Regions from separate parts of the Mus musculus genome. Here all the other regions are linked to region 1. The links are chromatin contacts, called in public Hi-C maps. All regions are on one chromosome and are shown on one strand. Each heading gives the region's core, a stretch centred on a gene start, on an enhancer-like site or on the middle of the called end of the contact. The rest is flanking DNA. Distances are from core to core; before and after follow the strand shown. Region 1 holds the start of Mkks (McKusick-Kaufman syndrome). Region 2 holds the start of Pet117 (PET117 homolog). Region 3 holds the start of Rrbp1 (ribosome binding protein 1). Region 4 holds the start of Dtd1 (D-tyrosyl-tRNA deacylase 1).

Region 1 (5,094 bases), core at 629-3,128:
GTCTCAAATACCTTAGTGTCATCTATATTCCACATAGTCTCCATTTCTATCTGCAACTGGTCTGAAGTCTGGTTTAGAAGCTTCCCAGGTGACTGTCATGGGCAGCCAAGGTTGAGAACTACTGATTTTCTTTTCTCATACAAGAAGACACAGAAGAAAGCCTGGTGCTACAAAAAGCTAAGGTAAGCCACAGTCCAAAGTTTCCAAGTCACTATTATACTGTGCCCAAGTGCAGCTTCTACTCATTCCAAGAAACATGCTCCCAGAAGATGCTGGGATGGCTGGTCGATGATTACACTGAGCAACAAGGCCATGCTACCTGGACTATTAGCCTTACAATTATGGCTATATACAGTATCCAAGAAATACGAGAAGTGAGAACATGAAGTTGCTTGTCCAGCAGTGCTAAAAAAAAAAACATTAGAACATTATGTTCCTGGTCCCAGCTTTGGATATATCAAAGCAAGTGGATGAAAAGGAGGTTTCGTTTTGTTTTGTTTTGAAGTTTACTTCTATATTTTATAGCACAAAACTAGCTAAGTATTCAACAAATTCAATGAATGAATGAATGAATGGGAAGAATATACAAACACAGCTGATCACATTTTAAAGTCCTCTGGGAGCTATATTCACCTCTATAGATGCAGAAAGCCATACAATTAATGATCAAATTTGCTGTTCCATCCATTTTGCTTTGTTATTCTACGGAAATTCCCTCAACGTTATTGTCCCTTTAAATCTCAGTCTTCCTGAACAGTGGTGTTTAACAATTCTAATGGAAAGAGAAGGAATACCTAAGAGAAAAATTGTGTTAAGTCCCAAAATCCAAAACAAAAATACGTATTGGTATAAGATGGCCAAACAGTTCGGTCCAACTGAGGGAAGAGCTGGGTTATCCGAACGAAGTATCACACGCTCTTACCTACGATGGTGGCGGGAGGTGGGTTCGGGCTGTAATGCTTTGTTACTGTCCGGGGTCACTGGTGGACTAGTATAGTACCTGAACGGGAAAACTCAGACTAAAAAGGCGGCAGACCAAGCTTCAGCAGCTTTGGCTTACTTCCCGTTTCCCAGCGTCCCCTCGCACGTTAGAGAATGCAACCAGCGCCCAAACACAAGATGGCATTATCGACTTCATTCGGTTGGAAGCCACTGCCAGCACCTACGATGGCGCCCGAAGCCCTGGCTAAGGTAATGGGATAGCCGGAAAGAACTGCCCAAACGAAAAATGGCTTCTGTCGATGATATCAACGCTTTATGGAGACCAAAATAAAAATGGCGGCCAAAGCGGATTTTTTTTTTTTTTTTAAGAGGTTGGAAAAGCCACAAATACAATTGGCAGATAATGTATCACTGTACGTCAACGATATGTACTGATGGACAACAACAACAAAAGCCGTGTTTTTCGTATCACAAAACTATAGGGCAAGAGTAGAAAATATTTTTAATGAGGAAGATTAAAAGATACGTTGAAAAATAAAGGTGCCTTTCACGGTGCCAGAGAAAAGCGAAATAAAATATGTTTAAACATAATTTCATAATGCTTCGGGTGGTTCAAAAGAATAAAAGACTTATCTCTGAAGAAAAAAAAAAGAAAGGCAAAGCCAAGGAAATTAACCAACCGGATCCGGCACTGAATTGAAGACTCCCGACTTCTGCCAACCCCGCTCCTAGACTGGGCGGAAGTTTCCTGCATGGCGACAGGCTCTGTCTGCGCATGTTCGCTCTCTGACGTCACTCGGACCGGCAGGGCGGAGCCAGTTTCTACAGCTTAGGGCGTCCTGAGAGAGGTGGGAATTGACAACTGAGTGACAGGGCAAGGCGCCTTGTGATTGGTCAGAACAGAGGAAACGCCACCTAGGACTGGTAACAGCTTCATTCGTTCTACAAATACCTTTCGAGAGAGCAGAGAGCCGCACGCTCTGCCACCTTCTTGGTGCTGTGATGTGATGTGATGTGACCTTTCAATTTTGGTAGCGCGCACAGACAGAATACACGTCTGCCCGTAAGATTTCCGGTGACGGCCGCAGCTTTCCTTTGCGGGAGCTTCACGCAAACCCCGGAAGAGGGGCGGGGGAAGGAGGGGTGGTGCGCGTGAGCATAGAGTTGCGCATGCGCCTTCTTGCCGCGCAGGGCAAAGGTGGTGGCGCTCCGCTGCGTGGTTGGTTGCTGTGCAAGCGCGATTTCTGGTTTCTGGTGGTGAAGGTGGCCTGACCTAGAGGTGCAGCTGCTGGTGGGCAGGTGAGAGGGGCCAGGCCGCTGGTGGAGAAGCCAGCCTGCGGCCTCACCGCGTCCCCGCACGGAAAGGTCGCGAGTGGTTGGGACAAGGGTATTTGGGGGCGGGGATACAGAGGCACCTGGCTACCGGATTGGCCCAAGGACAGCTTTCAAAGTAGCTTCAGAGCGGGGCGGTGGTGGTGCACGCCTTTAATCCCAGCACTTGGGAGGCAGAGGCAGGCGGATTTCTGAGTTGGAGGCCAGCCTGGTCTACACAGTGAGTTCCAGGACAGTCAGAGCTACACAGAGAAACCCTGTCTCGGAAAACAAACAAACTAAACAAAACAACAACAATAAAAACAAAGTAGCTTCAGGATGTGACTATCTGATGATGGATCAGTGTGGGTGAGGAGGAGTGACCAATATCAGGTAGAGTTTGAATAGAGCTTCCTCAAACTCACATGCACAAGAATTGTAACTGAAATGACAGACCCATAATGCCACAGGAACTGGAAATACCTTTAAAATGCACGTTATTTACAGTTGCTGGCATCTTGAGAAAGCAATAAGTTGACACGTTGGGGGAAATGAACAGCCTAAACTACTCAAGGCAAGCAAAAAGACAGTTGTCATTCTGGAGTTTTACTCTCGGGTTGTTAGCCAGTTTCTGAGATTTACATATCTCTCATCATTTCTTGCTTTTTCCCCTTATTCTCTGAACATGACCCAGGCACCTCAGTGGACACAGAGTCTGGTTAGTGTCTGTTGATATCAAACATGCACAACCTGCCATGGAGAGATTACCCCAAATAAGCAACTATGTATAGTTTGGATGTGAGGTGGTCTGGAGGTTTTTCGTTATTGTTATTTACTGGTTTCTAATTAATTTTCTGAAGATAACTAATTTGTAATAGAAGTTAAAGTTGATTGTCATGTTTGCTCAAAATTTCTGGTATTGCCTAACACCTCTGTATATGTAGATTAGGTATCCAGAAGTTCACACATCTGATCACTTGCCAACTCTTTATTAACTGTCCTCAGACAAACATAAGTGCCATCCATTCTGTCTTTGCAGCTTTTCTGTGCTGTAAAAGTTTTCTTATTTCCTTCATTGCTTACCTGGCTTCCACACTTTCACACACACACACACACACACACAAAACCACAAAACCTGTTTCTTGAGAATCTGAAATTTTATTTTATTATTTAATTTAATTTTTTTGTTTCTTTGTTTTTTAGAGAGAGGGTTTCTCTGTGTAGCTCTGGCTGTCCTGGAACTCACTCTGTAGACCAGGCTGGCCTCAAACTCAGAAATCTGCCTGCCTCTGCCTCCCAAGTGCTGGGATTAAAGGCGTGCGCCACCACGCCCAGCTGAATATTTTATTTTCATTTTCTTGTCTAGCATAATGAATTGGAGGCCAGCACAGGTTACATGTGACCCTGCCTCATGGAATCTCAACAACATTTTTTTTTTTAAGGCAAAGGAAAAACACATCCTCCCTTTTCCGGTGATCAAAGCACAGTACCAGTCCTTACCTATCTATCACTGAGTACCAGTCCTTACCTATCTATCACTGAGTCCAGGCTGCGGCAGGAGCGTGTATTGCACAGCAGGTTCTTGATGTGGAACTCATTAGTACTCTTGCCAGTGACTTAGCTGAGACAGTACAGGTGTAAAGAGGATTGAGGGGAGATTTGAAGTCCAGGCGATAGGAATCTACAGTTCATCCCTTTAAGTTATTGCTTTATGACTCAGCCATATTGACCTGGTTTACTCGATTTTCTGAAAACTCGTTGGGAAAAACTAAATCTGGATGGCCTTTGTATGCTGTAATAACAGATTAAACTGTAACCCTGTTAGGAGTATAAAGGTTTTCAGTGACAATCGAGGTCACTAAAACAGTCGCCTGTAAACTCAGCTTTAGGACTTCCTGAGAATCGTATTAAATGTTCCTCGACACTACCCTGGAGTTTGGCTTCTGTGGTTGTTCAGCCTGAGAATTTACATTTCTACTAAGTTCCCCAGTGACTAGTGCTACTGATAATGAGACCACAAAACAAGAAAGTCATTTAGAGGTCCTAAGTGTCGTCACTGCATCTTAGGAAGATCATCTGAGATGTCAGGATGTGGACAGTCTTGAAGAGTGAGGGGAAATGTAGAATACATTATATCCAGATTTCTGAGTTGGATAGCTTAGTATATTTTTAATCTTGTATTGTTTTCAATTATGTATAGATGTGTGTCTCCTTGTTGGATATGTGCACTGAGTTGCAGGTGCCCTTAAAGACCTAAAGGTCTGTCAGATCCCCTGGAATTAGAGTTGCAGATGGTTTTGAGTCACCGGATGTGGGTCCTCTGCAAAAGATTTTAGCTACTGAGTGATCTATTTCTCCAGCCCTGCTTTCTCTTTCTTTTTGTCTGACCCCCCCCCCCCAATAAAATACAGGTATAACAGCAGTTTGGAAGGAAAGAAAGTTTGTTGTTGTTCATGACTCAGATCAGTTTGGTTTTTGTTGTTTTAATTAGTTGTGAGACAGTTTTATGTCATCTAAGTATTTGCTCTTTTGCTGAAGGATGGATGACCTGGAATAATGCTATCTTCTCAGTGACTCTCTTGTAGTTCCCAGGCCTGAGATTACAACCTTTGTTTCTTTATAGTGGAGAAAAATGGTCACAAGCGTGCAGAGGAAGATGACCTTTAAGAGTAGTAGGTTGACATAGAAGAGGGACCAATAGGGTTGGAACTGACAGCAAATGAGACTAGACCATAGGTAACAGAAGTACCGCTTACTTAATCTAGGCAGTAGGGAAGATTAAAATGAGATCTAGAACAAGTACATTTTTACAGACTGGACAAGAAATAGAGGGATCAGTAT
Region 2 (4,764 bases), core at 1,589-4,088, 7.5 Mb before region 1:
GAGCTTCCGTTCTGAATGAACACCTACCTCTCCTAACCATACAGAAGGGCTGGAGGTAGGGCTCAGGAGAGAAGTGCTCATTCTTGCATGACATAACTTCAGTTTCCACAGAGGCTCACAAGTGGCTGTAACTCTGGACCAAAGGGATGTGATGACCTTGTCTAACCTCCACAGGCACCAGATATGCATGAGTGCTCGCACATGCATGCAAACCCTCTTAAATATAAAACAATAAAAATAAATAAAGCACATGTGAACGTTTACTGTGCAGTTCACTGAGTTGTACAGACTTTGAGTCTCATTAATTTTGATGTGTGATGTTTTTATTTATTTGCAAGGGGTTTGTGTTTTTACAATAAAGTCTACTCAAAATAAATAAATAAATAGATAAATAAATAAATACTCACCTAGTTCTTACTGAGCCTCTCCCAGGCCTACAGCTACATTTGCTACACCAGTGGAGTTGGGAAATGTAAGAGTGAGGGCTCAGGTCCAGCATGGTGGTACATTAGTTCTAGAATTTAGGAGGTAGTAGCAGGCAGATCTCTCTGAGCTCTGAGCCAGCCAAGACAACACAGAAAGACTTTGTCTTAACATAAGCCGCCAGTGAGCAGCTCTTTCACAGCCTCTGCTTCAGTTCCTACTTCCAGATTATCACCTCAATTGCTTTCATTGATGAACTGTGATATGGAGCTGGAAGTTGACCCCTTTCCACCCCAAGGTGCATTTAGTCATGGTGCTTTGTCATAGCAATAGGAAACCCTAACTAACACAGCTCTTTACTAACCTAACTCTAGCATCTGGAGCCTTGATTCCTGTAGAATCATTAACACTCCTCAACTTACCATAGGACCATACCTGGAAAACCTCATGATAAACTGAAAATAATAAAGGTGTTCTGACATGATACCACTGAACATCAGCATTCCGGGGCTCCCTGGGGTCTGAGGTTTGTTTTGCTGCCTGGCATTTTGAAAGAATCCTACCATTGATCCTGAGCCTGGGAAAATACCAAAATTCAATATTCAAAGAAAGTTTCACTAAATACAAACGATACTGCTTTCCTAAAAACCAAGTTAACCGGGGCTGGAGAGATGGCTCAGTGGTTAAAAGCACTAACTGCTCTTCCGAAGGTCCTGAGTTCAAATCCCAGCAACCACATGGTGGCTCACAACCATCTGTAACAAGATCTGACACCCTCTTCTGGAGTGTCTGAAGACAGCTACAGTGTACTTACATATAATAAATAAATAAATCTTTAAAAAAAAAACACCCAAACACATACATAAAACCAAGTTAACCATCTTTAAGTTAGGAACCATCTGTAATTGATGTCTACTAAGTTCCTTTGAGAGTTAAAGACAATGTCTGTAAAGTGAAAAACACTGTGTCTGGTGTGGGTAGACAGAAAACAAGCCATTATTTCCTTTACTGCCACCTTGAAGTTTTCAAGACATCTACCTTCCTCGATGTTACAGTAAGTCGCTAATGAATAGCTACTGGACAGCTTATTTTGGTCAGTATGTCTTGGTCACTAACTTCCAAGAAATAACTAGATCTTTGCACACTTCCATTCTCTAACTGTGATTCTCAACCGTTTCATTAAAGCCTTTGGCGTGCCTTTTGGAACACAGCTGAGTCTCCATGCTCCAGAGATCTGATTTAATTGGTCTGCTCATACTGTAAAAACTTCTCAGGGGAACAGAGTTTGAAACAAAACTGATAGCAAACGCTGTCTCCAAAACACATCAGGAGGACACAGACACCCTGTCTTCCAAGTTTAATTAGAACCACCATCTTTTCCTTTTCCTCCCAAGAAGGAAGTTTCTTGCTTCTACTCCAGAAGATATCCCTGGGGAACCATATTTTAATCCCAAATCTTTAATTCCTTGTGTGCTTCTCCATCACTGCACATCGACCCTGCTCCTCAAAATGGTTCTGAATTTGCAAGCCTAGTTTCATTGCAATTCCTAGTTTGTGAATACAAAGGTCGATGGTCTGGTGACTCTTGAGGCTTTCAGTAACTTCTGCCCATGGCAAATCCGATTCAAACCAAATAACTGTAAAGGTATTGCTTGAAAGGGCAAATACCAAGTACTGGCCAGCACAGTGTGGCACCATTATAAAAAGAACAATCTCGAGAGGTTATAATTAACTATGTGTTCTCAGTGTGCTCAGCGCACTAGCCAGCGTTGCAAACTGGAATGAGGAAGAGTCGGTTAGTCGCTGATTAATAAGCCAGTTATTCTCCGAAAGAAAGCCATTAAAAGAAAACGTGAAGGGCGCTCGCTACCTTTTATCCTTTCCAGAACCTAAGTCCAGTAGCAAAATGTTTTGTTAATGCAAGTTGCAAAAATCTCAAGTTTCTTTAGCCAAAGGCACTGGGGGGTGTGCTGGGTGTGAGCTGCTTTATCTCCGGATTTAACAATTCCTGGGTAAGGCTTTGTGGGCTGTGCTGCCCCCAGGGCCTCGAGCTCACCCTAGCAACTCTCTAACTCTGGACTACACCCCTGCCCCGAGGCTTCCGCCCCAGTCTCCCGCCTCGTGGCTGGGGGAGAGAAGTCGGCGTCCTGAACGCGCCCTTGCAGCCCGCCCGGCCCGCCACGCGCGCAGGGACAGCTGCGGGCTCGGCGCCCCGGAAGACGCGGTCACGTGACACCGACCTGCCGGTCCTGCCGCTGCTTCAGATGCACGCCGGCCACCGTGGCCGCCGTCAGCAGCACCGAGAGGCCCAGCACTGCCTTCGAACTCCTCGACATTCCCGCTCCCGGCCGCGGACTCGCTCCCGCGCCCGCCCCCGCCGCCGCCACAGCCGCCGCCGCCGCCGCAGCCGCAACGGGCCAGGCTCGACCTCTCGAGCGCAGAGCCGTTGCAAGTGCTATCGTCGCCAGGCTCTAGCAATCGAGCGCCGAGCGTAACCCCTGGCCCGCTTCGCTGCTTCTTGGGAGTGGCTGCCTGGGGCCCTGGCTTTCCTATTTGGGGACCGCCTTCACCAGGAAGTCGCAGTGCTGGGCTGCTTTGGAGTCGCGAGGGTGGGGTTGGGAGTGCCAGTGGAGTATGTACGGAGGACATCTGGTCGCTATGGGGCGACTGATCAGACCCTAAATTTTCTTAGAGTCTAAAAGCTGGGTGGTTGGTTTTTTGACAAGGTATTGCTGTGCAGCTCAAACTAGCTTCAAACTCGCAATCCTGCCTCAGCCTCGGCTACACCTTGTTGCCTACTAAACTTCTGTTGGGAAATGCACTGGGTCAGGCAAGGATCCGGACATGTTTAGCTCCTGTAATCTTAAGAAATGGCGTTGCCCGGCGTGGTGGCTCACGCCTTTAATCCCACCACTCCCGAGGCAGAGGCAGGCGGATTTCTGAGTTCGAGTCCTGCCTGGTCTACAAAGTGAGTTCCAGGACAACCAGGGCTATACAGAGAAACCCTGTCTCAAAAAACCAAAAGAAAAAAAAAATGTCGTTGATGCCCTTGGAGCCTTTCAGGAATGCTTGTAAGATCCTTGTGTCAGAGTAGTTCACAAGAGGCTAAGGATGGTGTCATTTGCACTTACCCCTTAAATTAAAAAAGAGACTTGGCTTCCCAGAACTTTTAAGTATTTGTGATGCCAATGAAGAATGGCATATCAGTAAATCACTCTTACCCAGGAAAGTACACATTCAAAGCTGCTGCTGAAAACCGATAGACAACAATGATAAGGCTCATTCAGGCCTTGATTAGGTATTCCCAGTGTTTCCCCAACATTCACTTCGTCTCAGTATGCTTTGCTCTTTCGTTCTCTGTTAAGTGAACCCAAACGGCATGAAGAAAATACTATTATGAACAGTTAGCATACTGCATTGGTTATATCTTTGGTTTTTTTTTTTTAATTAATTTTTTTGGTGTTTTTTGTTTGTTTCTTTGTTTGTTTGTTTTGACAGGGCTTCTCTGTGTAGCCCTGACTGTCCTGGAACTCACTTTGTAGACCAGGCTGGCCTCAAACTCAGAAATCCGCCTGCCTCTGCCTCCTGAGTGCTGGGATTAAAGGCATGCGACACCACGCCCGACTTTAATTTATTTTTTAAAGAATCTAGGTTTATTTATTTTTAAAGATTTATTTTATGTATATGAATACACTGTAGCTGTACAGATGGTTGTGAACCTTCATGTGGTTGTTGGAAATTGAATTTAGGACCTCTGCTTGCGCCAGCACAAAGATTTATTTATTATTATACACACCAGAAAAGGATATCAGATCTCATTTCGTGTGGTTGTGAGCCACCATGTGGTTTCTGGGATTTGAACATAGGACCTTTGGAAGAGCAGTCAGTGCTCTTACCTGTTGAACCATCTCACCAGCCCAGGTTATATCTTTGAATGTGAAAATAGAGTTTGGGACCAGTGACTTTTAGAATGAGAAGAGATTCAAGTTATTTTTGCATATTTCCCTAAGGAAAAATCATGCCACAATACTTTTTATTTATGATAACCCCAGACTTTTCATCCAGTAAATCAGCGAGTGTAACAGCTATGAATGGCCTTGGAATGACACCAGAAGTATAAATGACCATGCATTCTATTGTGATTAATTTTCCAATTTGTCTTCTTTAAATGTATTTTGTTTTTAAAAATCTCTTATGCTAGGCAGTTGTGGTATACACCTTTAATCCCAGCCCTGGGGAAGCAGAGGTAGGCAGAACTCTGAGTTCGAGGCCAGCCTCGTCTACAGAGCTAGTTCCAGGATGGCCAGGACTACACACAGAAACAATGTCTCAAGAGGAGGA
Region 3 (4,890 bases), core at 632-3,131, 7.1 Mb before region 1:
AATCTCAGCTCTGGAAAATGACTGAGTGTGGAAAGGTGATCTATAGTGATTCCTGCTGATTAATCATTAATTCCCTAAGACACTGAGATTCAAACCAGAAATAAATAGTTTAGTTTCAGCCTAACCCCTCTGTATTCTCTCCTTGCAGTTTTACTATAGACCAACAGCTGTCAAGTAGCAATGGCCAAAGGGGTGCTCACAGAGGAACTGAGGCAGGAACTCTGCAGCCACAGAGGCTGGGGCAGGTGTAGTCCTTTGGCCTTTTAGAACACTAAATCTTAGAGGCTGGGGAGGTGGCTCAGTGGGTAAAGTACCTGCTATGAAGGCCCTGAGTTCAAATCCCAACATGAATGTGAACACTCCAGGTGCCACCTACAATCCAGCACTGTGAAGATGGAGACCGTCACTCACTGGTCAGGCAGCTGAGTTAAAGGAGTGGGCTCCAGGATCATAGACAGACCCTGCTCGAGCAATAGAGAGAGAGATATGCCTGATATCAAATTCTGTGTGGACTCGAAAGGGGGGTGGGGGACAGAGGAGAGAGACCAAACTTCATTTCAAAGAGGCTGATCTTGCCTCAGGCTCAAAGGAATAATTTTAAGAGCTGCAGTTAAAATGGTTATAACCTAAACTTAAGCTGGCATGGTGTTTCATGCCTTTAATGCCAGTACTCAGAAAACAGAGGCAGGAGGAACTCTGTGACTTTGAGTTCTAGGCCAGCCTGTTATACAAAGCAAGTTGTGGGACAGCCACATAGTGAGACCTTGACTCAAAAAAAAAAAAAAAAAAAAAGAAAAGAAAAGCACTTAAAGTTAAGTTATTTCAATTGAACTTGGTTTTGAAGAGAGGCTTTTGTGTTGATGAGATGGCACAGGGAAACTACTTTTAAGTACTTTCTATGCAATCTGACTGAGTTTTGATCCCTAGAAACAGCCATGGAAGGAGAGAATCAAGCAGAGAGTTGGTGCATGGTGGCATATGCACCCCTCTTCTAAGTAGGTGTTGGTTGTTGTTTTTTTGTTTTTATAAAGGGGTAGCTGGCTAATATTTGGAGTATCACTAGATCAATTTCCTGGGTTGCTATCATATTTTCTTGGGCCAAAACCTCATGGTCCCAACATCTGAAATCAAGTGTCACAGGATGGATGTAACTCTGCTGTGTGATTTGTACAAGGACAGTATATTATTCTGTTTAGGGAGTGGCTTTTCTTATCAAAATTTCCACCTCTATTTCTTTTGTTCTTTCCAGGTCTTCCACCTCAATTCTCCCACTTATTCAGTAAAATATGGAATGCAGAATGCAGTGCCTTTACGGATAGATAAGGCCCCATCCTCCCTGCTCTGACCCTTGCAGAACTCTTCTTTAGACCCAGAGGCTGGTGCTTTGTGTGACGTTATTTGGGTTTAAATAAGGCATTTTCCCAGTTGTTCACGGTTTGTGCAGTCCTCCTGAGGGTAACATTCACGGCCACCTCAGCCCGGCAGTGTGGAGGAAAAGAGCAGCCTGCGGCCAAGGGGATTCGAACCGCAGTCTATCGGCCTAGGCGGAGCCAAATCCGAATAAGCGGTGGCGTGGAGAGCGGAGGCCTGGAGTGGGCGGGACCGGCAGAGGACCTCCCTAGGTGGGCGGGGAGTTAGAGACCCGCCCCCGCGCAGAGCTGAGAGTTGCGCTGCGCGGCTCCGCCCCTCTTCGGCCCCGCCCCCCGCGGCTCCCCGCAGCTCCTCCTCTCTCTCATTGGCTGAGACGTAGACCCTCCTTTTTGGCCAATGGTCGCCACCGCGGCGCGGCCGTCCGCGGTCTGATTGGTCAGAGGCCGGCAGAGTGGCGGCTAGTGAACCAATAGGAAGAGGCAGCTCGATGAATGGCTGGTCCGGGTGGGGAAGGCAGGAGGCGGCGATCCCGGCGGAGGGGGCCGTTCGCCAGCTCCGAGGCAGAAAGTGCCACGACTCCACACACGCGCACGCAGCCAGCGAGCGGCCGGAGCGGACGGCGGACGGGGCGGACGGCGCCAGGGTCGCAGTGTGTGCAGCTGCTCAGGGGCGGCTTCTCGGTGGAGGCTCGGCCGGCTCCCCTCTTGCGGTTCCGCGGCGGCGGCGGCGGCTGCTCTTGCCCTCTCGCTCTCCCTCTCGCGTCTCCCGCTGCAGGTAAGAAACTTGGCCGGGCCCTGCAGCGGCGGCGGCGGTGGAGGCGCGCGGGCTGGGCCGTCGGGGCGCCGGGCCGGTCGCGCCGCGAGTGACACGTCTCCTCGGCGGCCCCTCCCCCGGCGGCGCCGGCCCGCACGCCCGCCCTGGCGGTAGCCGCGGCCCCTCGAGTGGGACGGAGCTGCGTGTGCCAGGCCGAGCCCGTGCAGGGGCGTCGGCCGAGCGCGCCCCTCGGGGTGGATTCCCCCGGCCGGCAGGCCAGGAGCTGCGGCGGCCCCGCGGCACGACGTGGCGACCCCTCCCTCTCGGCCGGGCCGTCGGGCCGGCCCGCGCGCTCCGAAGTTGGGCTAAGAAAGTTGGCGGCGGGGCGGGGCGGCGCACAGCTGGCGGAGGAAGGGGTTAAGTTTCGGGAAGCCACCGGATGACGTTGCCGGGCCGGAGTCCGGGCCGGAGGGGGTTGGGGGGGCGGAAGGCGGTGGGCCGGCCTGGGACGAGGGCTGAGACTGGATTGGCGACGCGGGGGCCCAGAGCCCCGGGCTGCGGGCTGTGGCCACAGGACACGTCGGCAGCCCCGACGGGGCGGGCGGGGGCCACAGGGCTCGCCGCGGGTGCCGTCCGGGACTGGCCGTAGCAACTTCCCGGAGTACGGGATGAGGCTCCCTGCTCCCCCTGGCGGCAGGGCCGCAGCACCGTTTCACGGCGGGTCCTCGCGGAACCGGCACGAGGGTGCGGGACCTGGCCAGGGTTGGGGCCACCCGGGGTCCTGCCTGGCGTCTCTTTCCCGCGCCCATGATTAGTGGACCCGTGGTGCTAGGCCTGGGCGGAAGTCGGCACCTCCGGCCCGGCGGGCCAAGCGCCCTGGCACTGGGCCCGCCGTCTGTCCCGGCCCGCCAGGCTCCCCGGCAGTGCCCGGGGAAGGGAGGCCGGTTGACCCGGGCTTACTGCAGGCTGTGCAGGATGCTTCAGAGACTCTTTCCCGTAGGTGTCACGCTTCGTCGACAGTTGCTAACCAAATGCTTTCTCTCAGAGGTTTCCCATTTCCCCATCTGAGAGACAGCAGTGGAGACCCAGCACGTGTAGGGAGTAGCCAACTGGTATTGACTGTTCTTGTGGGATGTGTGTTTAGGGACGTGAGAGACAAGGGAACAAGGTGGAGCCTGGCTTGCACTGCCAACCACTGCAGAAGTCGCACACCTGGATTCCAGCCCCATGAACACCGGAGGGTCATGTCTCCTAACCTCTGAACCTGGGGTTTCTTTATCTCTTGCCTGAAGATAGTACCACCCACTCACCACTGAGGTCAGGGGAACTGAGCAGGAAGTGTGAGATCTTGTGCAAAACCGAGGGCAATTTGGCAATCAGTCCTCAGGTCAGAGGTCAGGACTGGGAAACACCAAGGAAATGAAACTTGGATGGATCCCTAGAGCCTCCCACATCTCTGTTTGCTAAGCTAGCAGTTCATTTGCTTAAAGCCTAATGGTGGGGGTTGGGGTCCTGGGTTGAATTTTGTGTAAAGACTCACATTGTAGGCTGAAGAATTGCACATTGGACACAGCCCTTCACTTAAGTATTCTCTCACCATCCACACCACTTCCTTACATTTTTTTTTTCTGTTATTGTTTATCTTAACTTCCTAAACCTAGAGAAATTTCTGGGATTTGCTGGGGGTTGTCATAGAAATGTGTTAATGAACTTTGTAAGGTCAGCCCACTATGGTCTGCCAACTTGTTTCTCTTTAGAAGCAGCTTCCTGTTCTGAGGGCCTGGAGATGCCACTTCCCTTCTGTTTAGTACAGGAGAAGAGCTACTAAGAGGTCAGCACAGATGCTGGGGCAAGCCTGGATTGTCTGGCTTCTGGACTAGTTGAGGCCTACAGAATCCCACGCTTGGGGGCTGAGGGCCAGAAGAGGAGAGCTGGAGGTTTGTGTGAAGCTGTGGCATAAGCTACAACAGAACTTTCCGCTTCCATATTTAGGACTTGAGCTCTGTTTACCTGTTCTAAGTAGTTAGAGCGGTATTATAATGTATGGATATTTTATGTTGATGGGAAACATTTTCTTCATTCTCTCTCTTTCCCCTCCTCCCATCCTGCCCTCCTTTTTTCCTTTCTTTCTGCAGTGTTTTAGGACAGAGTCTTAGGTTGTCCTGCCTGCCATTGGGTCGTCTAGGCTGACCTTGAACGCCTGGCTCTCTTGCCTCTACCTCCCAAGTACTAGGATTACAGGTGTACACCTAAACACCCGGCTTGATGGGGAGTTTTAAATAAATCCTGAATCGAGTCACATTCGAGCAATTATGCTCTTTGCTGAAATGAGCCTTAACTCTACATGCTACAATAATTATATAGCACCAAACTCAGTTTAAACGGTTGCATGCAAATGATTTAATTGGAATATTGGATTATTGTGTAGCAGGGATACCTTTTAAAAGCATAGGAGCCCAGATTCTTACTCGTTCTTTTATCCCCAGAAGCTATAACTAATAGACTTATGACAAAGGGGTAGAACCACAGTCCTTATGATTTTCCTTGTTCAAATCTTGCTTCTAGAAGGAGAACACCCATTTTGTTATCCCTGTATAAATTGCAAGCCTACAATGGGGAAGGCCCCTGAGTTCTCCAATGAGCAGTCTAAACATGGACTGTCTGGCTCCCAGAGGAAGCCAAGGTTGGGGCTCCTAGGAGTTTGAAGTCCCAGGTTTCCATGGTTCGCACAGATTAGAGAGACCACCATCTCATGGTATAAGAGAC
Region 4 (5,033 bases), core at 161-2,660, 7.7 Mb before region 1:
CTGAAGCTTTGGTGAGGAGGGGGAATCTTAGAGACTCTTTTGTTGTCCAATCTGCTTTCTGTTGTCCAATTCCTGGGCTCAACACAGCTCCTTCCCCAGCCTCCAAAGTGGCTGTGACTACAGGCCTTGGCATCTGACCTGAAAATGTACTTCTGCCTCTATAAACACAGCTGGGCAATGGTGGTAGACACCTTTAATCCCAGCACTTGGGAGGCAGAGGCAGGTGGATCTGTGAGTTCAAGGCCAGCCTAGTCTACGGAGTGAGTTCCTGGCCAGACAAGGCTAAACAGAGAAACCCTGTCTCGAAAAGGAAAGAAAGAAAGAAAGAAAGAAAGAAAGAAAGAGAGAAAGCAAGCTAGCTAAATGAGTGATGGGTAGACTTGCTGCCAAGCCTAATTCCATGAGTTGAATCCCAAGGACCCACATGGTGGTGGCACATCTAAATTGTTCTCTGGCCTGTTACACACAGAAACACACACACCAAATAAATAAATGTATTTATTTCTTTAACTTAAAAGACTAAAAGAATGGCACCAGTCGTTTCTATTTTTTTAACACTTTTCAAATAACTACAGTAGCTGGATCCTGAATATTTCAACTAGCCTCCCACATTCAACTGATGGCTAATGGCTGAGCATCTGGGTCTATATTAATTAATGGGAAAGAGAAGCACGTCATCTTGAATTCTGTGGTTCTGACCCATGGCTGAAGGTTCAGAGACCGACATCCAGGTGCAAGCAAGGGATGTTCTGCACCCAGTGAGGATGCCAGCAGATATTTGCTCAAAGCTGCCAGAGCTCAAACAATTAGCAATTCCTCCGTCTGTCCATTTTATCATGAGCCAAGTTCTATTTTAAAAAGAAAAGATATGCAAAAGGGGGTTGTTAAAATGCTACATCTCAGACAGAGCGGTGGATAAACGAGCGATTCCGCTCCGGAAATCTCCCCTATGTGTTGTTTGTGCAACAGTGCATTCAACAACGGGCCCTGGGGATGCTCACAGGTTCTGGCACCTTGTCTGTGAGGAACACACACACACACTCACAAAGATAATGATGATGATTATAATGGTGATGACGACGGAGATGAGGGTTTATGTAGCAACGAAAGCACGGAGCCTGAACCCATGAGCGGCCAGGCACGTGCCGGATCTTCTCGGCCACGGCGCTGCCCAGAGGCTGCCCGGTAACTCGGGGCTGCGGGGAACCCTCACACGGAACAGCGGGTCGCGGGGGTCAGAGGCTGCTCTCTCCCCGGCCCGCCCGACTGACCTGTGACGCTAGCCCGAGTGACGCGCTGCACCACGGCCTTCATGGCGGCGGCTGTAGCGACTGGAATTTGCTGTGTGGTCAGACCTTGCGACTCCGCCGGTGGCTCCTCGACCGGCGCCCTCTACCGGCAACACCGGAAGAGCTCCGTGAGGACCCATTCCACAGAGCTGCGTCCCGCCCACGTCGGCCACACCTATCCAATTGGCCCCGCCCATGTCAATCACCCTCACCTGTCACCTATGCATAACCTAGTCCATTTGTGGTAGGCGCCGCCCTATCCACCCCTGAACTCCTTCTTAAGCACTATAGTCCCAAACTGCCAGCCTAGTCTCCACTATGTCCAGACACTCATTAATTTCTGCTCCAGTTTCTTTCTCTTTCAGTTTTACCCTTAAGTTTTTTTCCTGCTTTTCTCCCTCTTTTCCAATCCTCCGGTCACAGATTTTCCAAAATCTTCACTTGTTCTGTAGCCTCAGCAGCAATCCTGTTGCTAAAAACAAAAGGACCTGCTGCTAACATAGCCATTTAACTACATAACTATTGATTTACCTTAGACACAATAGTTAATAGGTCTATCAGTCTAGAATTCTAATTCCTTCCTAATACAAATCTAATACTTAGCCCTATCATAGGGTTGTTAGGAAATTTGGATGGGCTGTAAAGATGCTTAGATGGCTGCAAAGAACTGTATAGCTATTACTGTACTAAGTTTTCATCACTAAAAAATAACATCTTCATAGTCCAGTGGTAGTCCATGTGTTTATAATTAAACAAAGAAAAAGAAGAATGGGGGGGGGGGGAGATAGTCCCAGCTACTTGAGATGAAGCGGGAAAGTGTTTTAAGTCCATGAGTTCAAGACCACCAATGTGGGCAATGTAATGAGACTTTCCCTTAAAAACGAAATAGGAGTATCAGAAAAAGTTCACCCATTTCAGAGTGTCTTTGCTTTGAACGCCTCTTCCAGGATTAGCAGATTCAGAAAAGCATTTGTTAGAAAGCAATTTGATAGAACTGTTATTTGGCCCGAAATACTCTAAGGAATGGTGGTTGAACATCTGTGATCCAAGCATTCTGGAGGCTGCAGTATGAGGATCACGCTGAAGTTCAAGGCCAGCATGAAATACAGAGTGAGATGTTGCTTTCCCCCTCACCCCCCCAAAAAAACAAAAACAAAAACAAAAAAGGCCTAGAAATGTGTATTATTGTGGGGTATCCATCAGATAAGACTACTCAGACCGGGGTTAAGCCAGTAGAAAGTCTTTATTAGCCAACTGGCAACTACACTGGGTGTTCAGGATCTCATTAAAGCTCAGATTCTTTTAGAGTGAGCATTTAAGCAAAAAAAAAAAAAAAATTCCTCGGTTGACATACTTCAGTTAATAAGCACAGTTAGGCTAAAGCAATTACAGAAGTCAAAAGGCAAGCTTAGTGCATTTGATAGATTCGGTCTTCCTTTTCACTCTGGCAAGTGGTACTATCTACATACTGAGTTTTATGGAGTCAGTTGTGCTAAGGACTGGGAGCCTTTTATATTATGCTTAAATATTAAATAGTGAATGCAAAATTGCATGAGTTAAATTGTCAAGGATACCACCAGCAGCAGCAGCAGCAAGATCAATGGGTGTCAGTCACATGCTTCCTGATATTGAAGGATACAGTGGTAATTCTGCAACAACAAAACTTAACCTGGGGCTAGAAGTGTAGCTCAGTGGAACATAGTACTTAGCTACCATGTAGGAAGCCCTAGGTTCAGCCCTTAGCATCATATAAGCCAGGGATGGCAACACTTACCTGGAATCCCAGCGCTCAGGAGGTAGAGAGGCAGGAGCATCAGTTCAAGGGTGGAACTGTACAATCGAAATGCAAACTGCACTGCAGGAGACTCTGCATCTAATTGTTTAAAAAACCTAAATCAGGAACATTCTATCAAGTAGTCAGTTTTTCACATCCAGGGAAAAAAGTCTGGCTCAATGGGTAAAGGCACTCCCTGGGGGCTGGAGTGATGGCTCAGTAGTTAAGAGCACTGGCTGCTCTTCCAGAGGTCCTGAGTTCAATTCCCAGCAACCACATGGTAGCTCACAACCATTTGTAATGGGATCCAACGCCCTCTTCTGGTGTGTCTGAAGACTGCTGAAGTGTGCTCACATATAATAAATAAATAAATCTTTTTTTAAAAAAGAAAAAGAAAAGGCACTTGCTGCCTTTAATGACCTGAGTTTGATCCCCAGACCTCTCCCTGACATCACTAAATGTCCTCTGAGCTCCACATGCACCCTATATCACATGCAAATGCATGTTCACAGACGTGCACACAAAATAAATAAAATGGGAGAAGACTGTATTATGCATGAACTTTGGTACATCCTGGCCAGGAAAAAAAGAAAAGGGAGAAAGTTATTAGTAGGATAACAATAACTCCCTTTGAGTTGGTATGAGCCCACTGATCCAGCAAAGCACTGTTTATAATTGTGGTTTCATTACAAATGATTCATATTTGATTAAAGACCTTTCTCTAAATAACTGATCTACAATATTATTAATTTGGTTCTTCCTAATTAAAAAAGAAAAAAAAATTAGTTTGCTCTAAGTAGTTTCTACCAGAAAAGGAAATCAGACACCCCCAGACTGAAGTTAGAGATTGTTGTGAGCCCCCATGTGGGTGCTGGGAATTGAACCCAGGTCCTCTAGAAGAGCAGACAGTGCTCTTAACCATTGAGCCATCTTTCCAGCCCCTTATGCTCTTACAGTATTCTATTGCCCCATGAGAGTAGAAGTCTAGCAGTTTATCCTAGACTTCTGTCCTGCTCTGTCCTGCCAGACGCCCCACTCCCTTAGCTCTCGCCCTTCCGTGTCTGTAAAATCTCTAAAGATGGGAGATGTTTTGTAAGGTACCTGCTGCTGGTTTCCTGAGTGCTGAGGACTTAACCAGTGCTCTGTTTACACTCAGAGAGCATTCTACTAGAGGCCCCCTCAGCTCACCCACCTCTCCCATGCTTCCCTTCCTGTCTTAGGCTGATTCTTGCTCATTCAGCTCGATGCCTACCACACTGTTCTAATATAAATATATTCAATTAGTATCAACTGGCTCTTGGCCTGGGAAAAAAATATCTCAACCGTTGGGATTCTTATCCTACCATCCACCCCTATGCCTTGCAGTGTCTCAAATATCTATGAGTGAAAACCACTACTCAGCTGGGCGTGGTGGCCCACGCCTTTAATCCCAGCACTTGGGAGGCAGAGGCAGGCGAATTTCTGAGTTCGAGGCCAGCCTGGTCTACAGAGTGAGTTCCAGGACAGCCAGGGCTACACAGAGAAACCCTGTCTCGAAAAACCAGGGGGGGGGGAAACCCACTACTCAAGAGTGTGGGTATGGTGGCACGTGCCTTTAATTCCAGCACTTAGAAGAGAAGCAGAGCTTTTTGAAGCCAGCCTGATCTAAATACACATAGAGTTCCAGGACAGCCAGGGCTACATAGAAAAAGACTCTATCTCAAAGACACCAAAAAACAAAACAAAAACAAACAAACAAACAAAAACATTACATAAGGGTAGAGAGACGGCTGGCTCAGTGGTTCCGAGGTTCAATTCCCAGCACCCACATGGCAGCTCACTAGCTGTGATTCCAGTTCCAGAGGATTTGACAACCTCTTCTGATCTCTTTGGACACCAGTTAATCATGGCAAGCACGGACATACTCGTTCAGGCAAAAGTCCCAAAGAACAGGCCAAGTCTATCTAACTTCTAAGTTCTAATAGTCTAAT

Evidence for each region. A called contact is a pair of places that touch in the nucleus more often than the background predicts.
Region 2: a contact with region 1 is called in a Hi-C map of regulatory T cells, with 8 times the contacts expected there. The contact joins the promoter of Pet117 here to the promoter of Mkks in region 1. A contact is called at or near these places in 2 of 484 Hi-C or Micro-C datasets (CD4 T cells and regulatory T cells).
Region 3: a contact with region 1 is called in a Hi-C map of CD4 T cells, with 4 times the contacts expected there. The contact joins the promoter of Rrbp1 here to the promoter of Mkks in region 1. A contact is called at or near these places in 2 of 484 Hi-C or Micro-C datasets (CD4 T cells and regulatory T cells).
Region 4: a contact with region 1 is called in a Hi-C map of B cells, with 5 read pairs. The contact joins the promoter of Dtd1 here to the promoter of Mkks in region 1. A contact is called at or near these places in 2 of 484 Hi-C or Micro-C datasets (B cells and CD4 T cells).

The regions. Positions count from the first base shown.
Region 1 is chr2:136,888,190-136,893,283 of GRCm38.p6, reverse strand. It overlaps Mkks (McKusick-Kaufman syndrome), which reads left to right and starts at 1,878. Exons shown (of 6, transcript NM_021527.2): 1 at 1,878-2,241. It overlaps Slx4ip (SLX4 interacting protein), which reads right to left and starts at 1,116. Exons shown (of 8, transcript NM_028834.3): 1 at 923-1,116.
Region 2 is chr2:144,367,057-144,371,820 of GRCm38.p6, reverse strand. It overlaps Pet117 (PET117 homolog), which reads right to left and starts at 2,838. Exons shown (of 2, transcript NM_001164813.1): 1 at 2,664-2,838. The coding sequence starts at 2,759. Kat14 (lysine acetyltransferase 14) reads right to left here and starts at 2,786. Exons shown (of 11, transcript NM_181417.3): 1 at 2,664-2,786.
Region 3 is chr2:144,008,254-144,013,143 of GRCm38.p6, reverse strand. Rrbp1 (ribosome binding protein 1) reads left to right here and starts at 1,881. Exons shown (of 24, transcript NM_024281.2): 1 at 1,881-2,145.
Region 4 is chr2:144,596,330-144,601,362 of GRCm38.p6, reverse strand. It overlaps Dtd1 (D-tyrosyl-tRNA deacylase 1), which reads right to left and starts at 1,410. Exons shown (of 6, transcript NM_025314.3): 1 at 1,272-1,410. The coding sequence starts at 1,314.